Linked DNA regions of Gossypium hirsutum: region 1 is linked to region 2. A link is a contact called in public Hi-C data. All regions are on one chromosome and are shown on one strand. The core of a region is the stretch at or near the end of the contact, and the rest is flanking DNA. Distances in the headings are between cores, read along the strand shown.

Region 1 (3,449 bases), core at 49-2,548, 160 kb before region 2:
ATTTTGCGTTTTGAATTTTGTCTTTTAAGTTCAGGTTTAAAAAAAAATTAATTTTTATTTTTATGTCTTCAATTTTTTTTATTTTACTAGTGAAGAGATGGAATTTTGTTATTTATTAATGATACATAAAACTCATGTATTGATGAAACAACAAATATTAACTCATAAAAAAATGCACTATTATAACGTAAATTTTGAATTCTTGCCAAACATTATAGTAAACTAATTTTTTTTATCTTATGCATTGTACAGGTTAGTTGTATCTATTAATTATAATTTAGTATTTTATTTTAAATTTTTAAAAATTCATACATTTTCACAAATAACATAAAATAATATAGCCTTAATATTGTAGAAAATATTGCATATTATTCAACCCTTGAATCTTCTTGATTAATCTTTATGATGTTCTTGTTCATTTCAGCTCTTCAACAAATTTTTCATTAATTTTAAGTTGTTCGTTGTACAATGTATATCTTAATGGATGACTCCCGTCTATAATCTTAATGTAAATATATATATATGGAGAATAAATAATATTAAAATAAATTATGTAAAATAGAAAATTTTTAAATAGGAAAATAAGGTTAAAAAACATTAAACTATCATGATCTGATTTATAACTTTTTGTTGTATTTCATCATCTCTTTAGTAATCCTATTTATAGGCCTTCACACATGCATAAAATGAAAGAAAGAAAGGTGGGCTTTAAATATTTGTTTTATTTTATTTAAGTTTTTCATTAATTGTTGTGGTTACATATTTATTATTGCATGCTTTAAATATTTGTTTTATTTTATTTAAGTTTTTCATTAATTGTTGTGGTTACATATTTATTATTGTATATGATATTAATTTACTTTTAAAAGATGGTTATAGCAAATAAAATTTAATATGAAACAAATTATTGAAATTATAAGTATTTACTATTTATTATTATGGTAATTAATGGGCTTAGTTATAAATTATGTTGATAATAAATTACAATTCAAAATAAAGTATTAATCATTAATAATGCAAATGTGAAAAAAAAGTTATTTATAAAAGTTATTATGCTGATTAAATTTTATAATATTTTTATCTAATTTAAATAGAAGTTAACTATAGAAAGTATTTTAACTAGATATAAAAACATTAAAAATTAAATCAAAAATTTTAGTTAGTAGAAATATTTTTTTATAAAAATTTTATTTTAGTTTGTAACACCTTAAAATATATAGGTTTATATGAAAAAAAAAACCCTTCATGACTTCATCACTTAAATGCCATACCTAACGTCAAATCCCCATCACCATCATCATCACATGCATTTCCTTCCTCAACAGCCATACATGACATACATCATCATACATACACCCATACCCCATTAACCGCCTCACTTCTCTATATATTCTCTTCTTTGCCTCCAATTTTTCTCTTCAAGCAGCTCATTGCTAATCCTCTCAATCTCCCAACTAAAAACAAACCAAATCGGTATAACGAATAATAATTCAGTCAACCAATGGGTGAGGTTAGTGAGTAGCTCTTGTCTAACTGATCCTCTCTGGTTTTCATTTTTTCCTTTCAATCCTCCAAATTTTTTAGTTTTTCTTTTTCCTTCTTGTGCTTAATATTATTTTGTTATTCATTTACCAGCAAAAAGAAGGAGCTAAACCTGAAGCCGAGAAGAAGCCCGCCGCCGATTCCGGCTCTAAGAAAGATGACGGCAAGGTCACCGCCGTATACAAGATTGATATGCATTGTGAAGGCTGTGCCAAGAAGATCAAACGCTCGATTAAGCATTATGAAGGTAATTAGTTTATGATTGAATAATTATAAATAAGTTTCGGAACTTGTCAAAATATTTAAGGGAATTTCCTTGAGCTTACTCCTTTTGGATTGTTCGTCAAATTTTCCGTGTTGATCGAGGAATTGGATAAGGGATGGACTGTGGTGCTAATTTTTTTCAACCTTAATTAGAAAGAGGGAAAAAAAAGAAAATAATTTCAGACATTGGAGTAAGTGGAAATCTAATTGAATATTTCCTAACACGGATTGTTGTTGTTGTCGGTGAAGGTGTGGAAGATGTGAAAGCGGATTGTGGAGCCAACAAACTAACTGTGATTGGCAAAGTGGATCCCGCCAAAATCAGAGATAGATTGGCTGAGAAAACCAAGAAGAAAGTCGACCTAATTTCTCCTCAACCTAAAAAGGATGCCGCCCCCGCCGGCGGTGATAAAAAGCCCGACGCCGAGAAGAAACCTGAAGAGAAAAAGGAAGAGAAAAAGCCACCTAAAGAGGTAATTTCACCCAAAAAAGAAAAAAACGGTTTTAATGTGCGCATGTTAGTCATGCAAAGAATCTGGAGAAGTTGAGTTGTACAAATCGGAAAATTAAAAATTTAGTAACGTATTCAATTAGAGTTTGGTTTAAAATTATGAATGCTGATTTGTTAGAGTTTTGCCTAATTAATTGTGTTTCATTTTTTTTTTTGGCAACAGAGTACGGTGGTCTTGAAGATTAGAACACATTGTGACGGTTGCATTCACAAAATTCGCAAAATCATCTTGAAAGTTAATGGTAAGTTTAATCATGATTAATTTTGAATTGATTCAATATTTAATTAGTAGCGTATAGCCTATGACGGTGTTTGTTTAATTACACAACGTAATCCTGATGCATGTGTTTTGTTTTTAAATGAATTAAAATAGGAGTTCAATCAGTGGACGTGGATGGAGCTAAAGATTTAGTAACCGTAAAAGGCACAATGGACGTGAAAGACATCGTTCCTTATCTCAGGGAGAAGTTGAGACGAAATGTAGAGGTGGTTCCCCCTAAGAAAGAAGATGCCGGTGAGAAGAAAGACGGCGGAGAGAAGAATGACGCCGGCGGTGATAACAAAGAGAAAGGAAAAGAAGCTGCTGCTGCGGGCGGAGGCGAGAAGGAGGAAGGAGGAGGTGGAAAGAAGGAAGGCGGCGAGAAGAAGGAAGGAGGAGGCGGGGAGAAGAAAGAAGGCGGCGGAGAGAAGAAGGAAGGTGGGGAGAAGAAAGAAGGCGGTGGTGAAGCCAAGATGGAGGTGAGCAAGATGGAGTATCATGGATATGCGTATCCACCGCAGCCAATGTACTGGTCGGGTGGACAGGAGTACGGTGGTCCGAGTTATGCGATTGAGGGATATAGGAATCAGCAGCAGTACGGATACGTGGATCGAGGGTATATGCATCCGCATCCTGTATATGTGAATCAAGGGTACATGATTGATCCACGTCATCCACTTCACGCACCTCAGATGTTCAGTGACGAAAATCCGAACGCCTGTTCTGTCATGTGAGGGAAAAATTAACTGTGCAGGATGAAAGATGAGATCCCAAAAAATAAAAATGACAAATGTAAATAACAGAACTTTCTAGGGAGATAAAGTAAATAGAGAGCCAAAAAATGAACCATATAAACGGCACGTAATAGGCTAG
Region 2 (3,246 bases), core at 538-3,037:
TCGAAGCTAAACATAAAATTTAAAATATATAAATAATCTATAATTTAACAAAATCATGCTTATAAAAAAATTAAAAACAATTAACATAACATAGTGAAATAACTAAACAATTACCTGATATAAAAGCGATCAACTAAACTGATTGATCCAATTACACTCTTTAGCCGCGATGTTGCTTCAACACAAACTCATGAATTTTTTTTTTTTTTTTTGTAAACTACGTATGAAATTAAAAACTCAAATCCAATGCTAAGTGGTGATCTCCAATTTCTAATTTTATCAAATATTAAAATTAATTTAAAAATAAAATAAAAAAATTATTAACAATTTGTGGAGTCGTTTCGAATAAAGTAAGAATCCTTAAAACATTTCAACAACAATTTGAACGATTTTCCACAATCCATCAATATAATTGACATTTTCATTTCATTCATAAATAGACATAAATTTCACATTTTTAAAATTAGCCCAAGCAACACAAGAAGGAAAAACATTTACACACATGAGTGCTCAACCGAATTCCCAATAGTTGTTGGGGATCAATCTGTATACATAAATATTGTACGTTATTATGGTATTTCTATTAAAATAAAAATGCATAGGATATGTTTACATTTTGGTGTAAACTCAGGTTGGTATAAATTTCACTGATACATTTTTGTCTATTTTGATTTGTATCCATAAGTTTAAGCTTGTAATGCTTATCAATTCATACATTATTTTAAACTTTTAAATTAATTTTTATTTTTTATCTTAATTATTTTTATAATTACTTTAGAAAATAAAATATAATAATTTAATTAAGTTGTTGAACATAATTAATTAATTTTAAAATTAATATTTTCATATAAATATATTTATATGTTTATAATTGAAATATGTTTACATGTAAAATAAAAATAAAAAAAATACTAATAAACATGAAATGATATATCGAAATATAACAATACAAATATGTATTTGTATCAAAACAAAAAAAAAAAAAAACATGTCCATCTATATGTTAGGAGAGTTGCTCTCCTAAGATAATTTTTAAAAATAAAAAGTCACTCTTATTCTTATACAATTTTTTTTTTTTTACTTTGTCAATAACCATTAATTTATTTTTAAAAAAACCACTTATATAATGTATGTATAATAGGTAGTCTTATTAGAAAATTTTAAAGAGAGTAAATAATGATAAAATTATTTGAATGAGATGACGTTATCTTAATTAACGAACATCAATTTATAGAATTATGCTTTGTTAATTTTTAAATATAATTATGCATTATTAACATATTTAAATATATCAATTTTAAAAAAAATTATTTTAACCCTTCATTTAATTTTTTGCTTCTTTTAATCCTTAAACTTGCGTTGTTTGTCAAATTACCCAAAAATAGAGGGAAAGTTAACGTTAACTTTACTGGTATAACATTCAAATAGATTGCCACTTGAATGTCTCATTAACAATTGATTATTTAAAATATTTAAAAATTAAAAAATTATTTTAAAACATTTAAAATTATAAAAAATATTTTAAAATTTAATTAATTGCTAATGTGGTCTACATGTGGATGCCACATCAGTAAAATTAACAAACTTTAACTTTTTCATCTATTTTGAGATAATTTGATAAATAATGTAAGTTAAAGAGTTGAAAGAAGAAAAAAAATTAAATAAATGGTTAAAATAATTTCCTTTATAAAGTTAGAGGATAAAATAAGAATTATCCCTAAATTTAATGCAACTTCTTTTACTTGTAAAGGATTGATATAATTGGACCCAACATCAACGTGAAAGAGGACTTGAATTTACAACATATTGATACAAGATCCAATCTCTGCCCTCCAATCTCGTCGTCCAGAAATAGTCAAAATTTAAAGGGTCAAGATTGTTTGAAAAAAATTGTGACGAGAAGCAGGAGATAATACAATATGGGGGGTGGAGAAAAGCAGGGGAAGAGCCAAACACCGAAAAGGGCGGGGAATCGCGAGTGATTAAGAGCGAATCAAACGATTCGTCTTTCGGTCATATAAATAATATCCCATTTCTCCCTGTACTTCAATTCCCTCTCCTCTCTTCCTCTTTCCATTTTCAATCTCTTCTTTCAGATCTCATTGAAAGGTACTGCTCCTTTTCCTTTCTCTTTTTTCCTTTTTCCTTCACAATAAAATGCTTTGAACAGATCGATTCGAATATTATCAAGATTTCCTTTTTTATTATAAATGGAAGTGGAATTCATTTCGTTTGAGAATGAGCTTTTTTTTTCTTTAATAATTAAACTCTTGATTCTGTTTTTGTTCATCAGATTTGTGAAATTAAGGATAATATTTGGTTCATCTATAAAAGTTGTAGCTTTCGAATGCTACTGATCTCTCTATATGTTTTGTTATGTCCATAAATTGCTCGATTTCATAAATCCCTAGGTAACTAATGTTGAATTGTTCTTTTTGGTTGCTTTGCTTCCCCCCCCCCACCAACCCTCCCCACCTAAAAACAAGAATGTAATTTGGATGCAAAAGTTGATTATATGTTGAAATAAAATGTATTTTTTTTTGTTTCGTGAATAATAATCATTTCCATTGTCTTTGTAGTTTAATTGTATATTTAATCTTTTACTCTAACATGAAAAAACAAATTCTCAGAAACTTTTGATAACGTAGAAAGGAAGTATATTTACAATGAAATAATGCATTAATGTGTCATAGAGTGAAATTTTGAAGTTGAATTCTAGTCTGATGAGGATATTTGTTTCTTTTTTTGGATTTTATTACCATAAGACTTTGAGCTGTGGTGTGTTAAATTTGTTGTTTTCCAACTAAAATTTTCACTTTAAGGAACATTAATTTAGCGCCTTATGATGTGACAAGGTAGATATGGACACCTTCCTATTCACTTCCGAATCTGTCAATGAGGGCCACCCCGACAAGATTTGCGACCAGGTTTCAGATGCTATTCTTGATGCATGCCTAGAACAAGATCCAGAAAGCAAAGTAGCTTGTGAAACTTGTACCAAGACAAACATGGTTATGGTCTTTGGCGAGATCACAACCAACGCTAAAGTTGACTATGAGAAAATCGTTCGTGATACTTGCAGAGGTATAGGGTTTACATCAGCTGATGTTGGCCTTGATGCTGACAACTGCAAAGTTCTAGTTAACATTGAGCAACAGAGCCCTGATATTGCTCAAGGAGTTCATGGCCACCTCACCAAGAAGCCTGAGGAAATTGGGGCTGGTGACCAGGGTCACATGTTCGGTT

The links. Hi-C and Micro-C count contacts between places; a contact is called where the count stands out from the background.
Region 1: a contact with region 2 is called in a Hi-C map of leaf, with 2.6 times the contacts expected there. The contact joins the promoter of LOC107931202 here to the promoter of LOC107931243 in region 2. A contact is called at or near these places in 2 of 34 Hi-C or Micro-C datasets (both in leaf).

Annotation. Positions count from the first base shown.
Region 1 is chrA04:65,604,046-65,607,494 of Gossypium_hirsutum_v2.1, reverse strand. LOC107931202 (heavy metal-associated isoprenylated plant protein 6) reads left to right here and starts at 1,298. Exons shown (of 5, transcript XM_016863007.2): 1 at 1,298-1,510; 2 at 1,636-1,789; 3 at 2,056-2,279; 4 at 2,481-2,559; 5 at 2,691-3,449. The coding sequence starts at 1,502. The coding sequence ends at 3,310.
Region 2 is chrA04:65,442,419-65,445,664 of Gossypium_hirsutum_v2.1, reverse strand. It overlaps LOC107931243 (S-adenosylmethionine synthase 4), which reads left to right and starts at 1,787. Exons shown (of 2, transcript XM_016863076.2): 1 at 1,787-2,109; 2 at 2,860-3,246. The coding sequence starts at 2,862.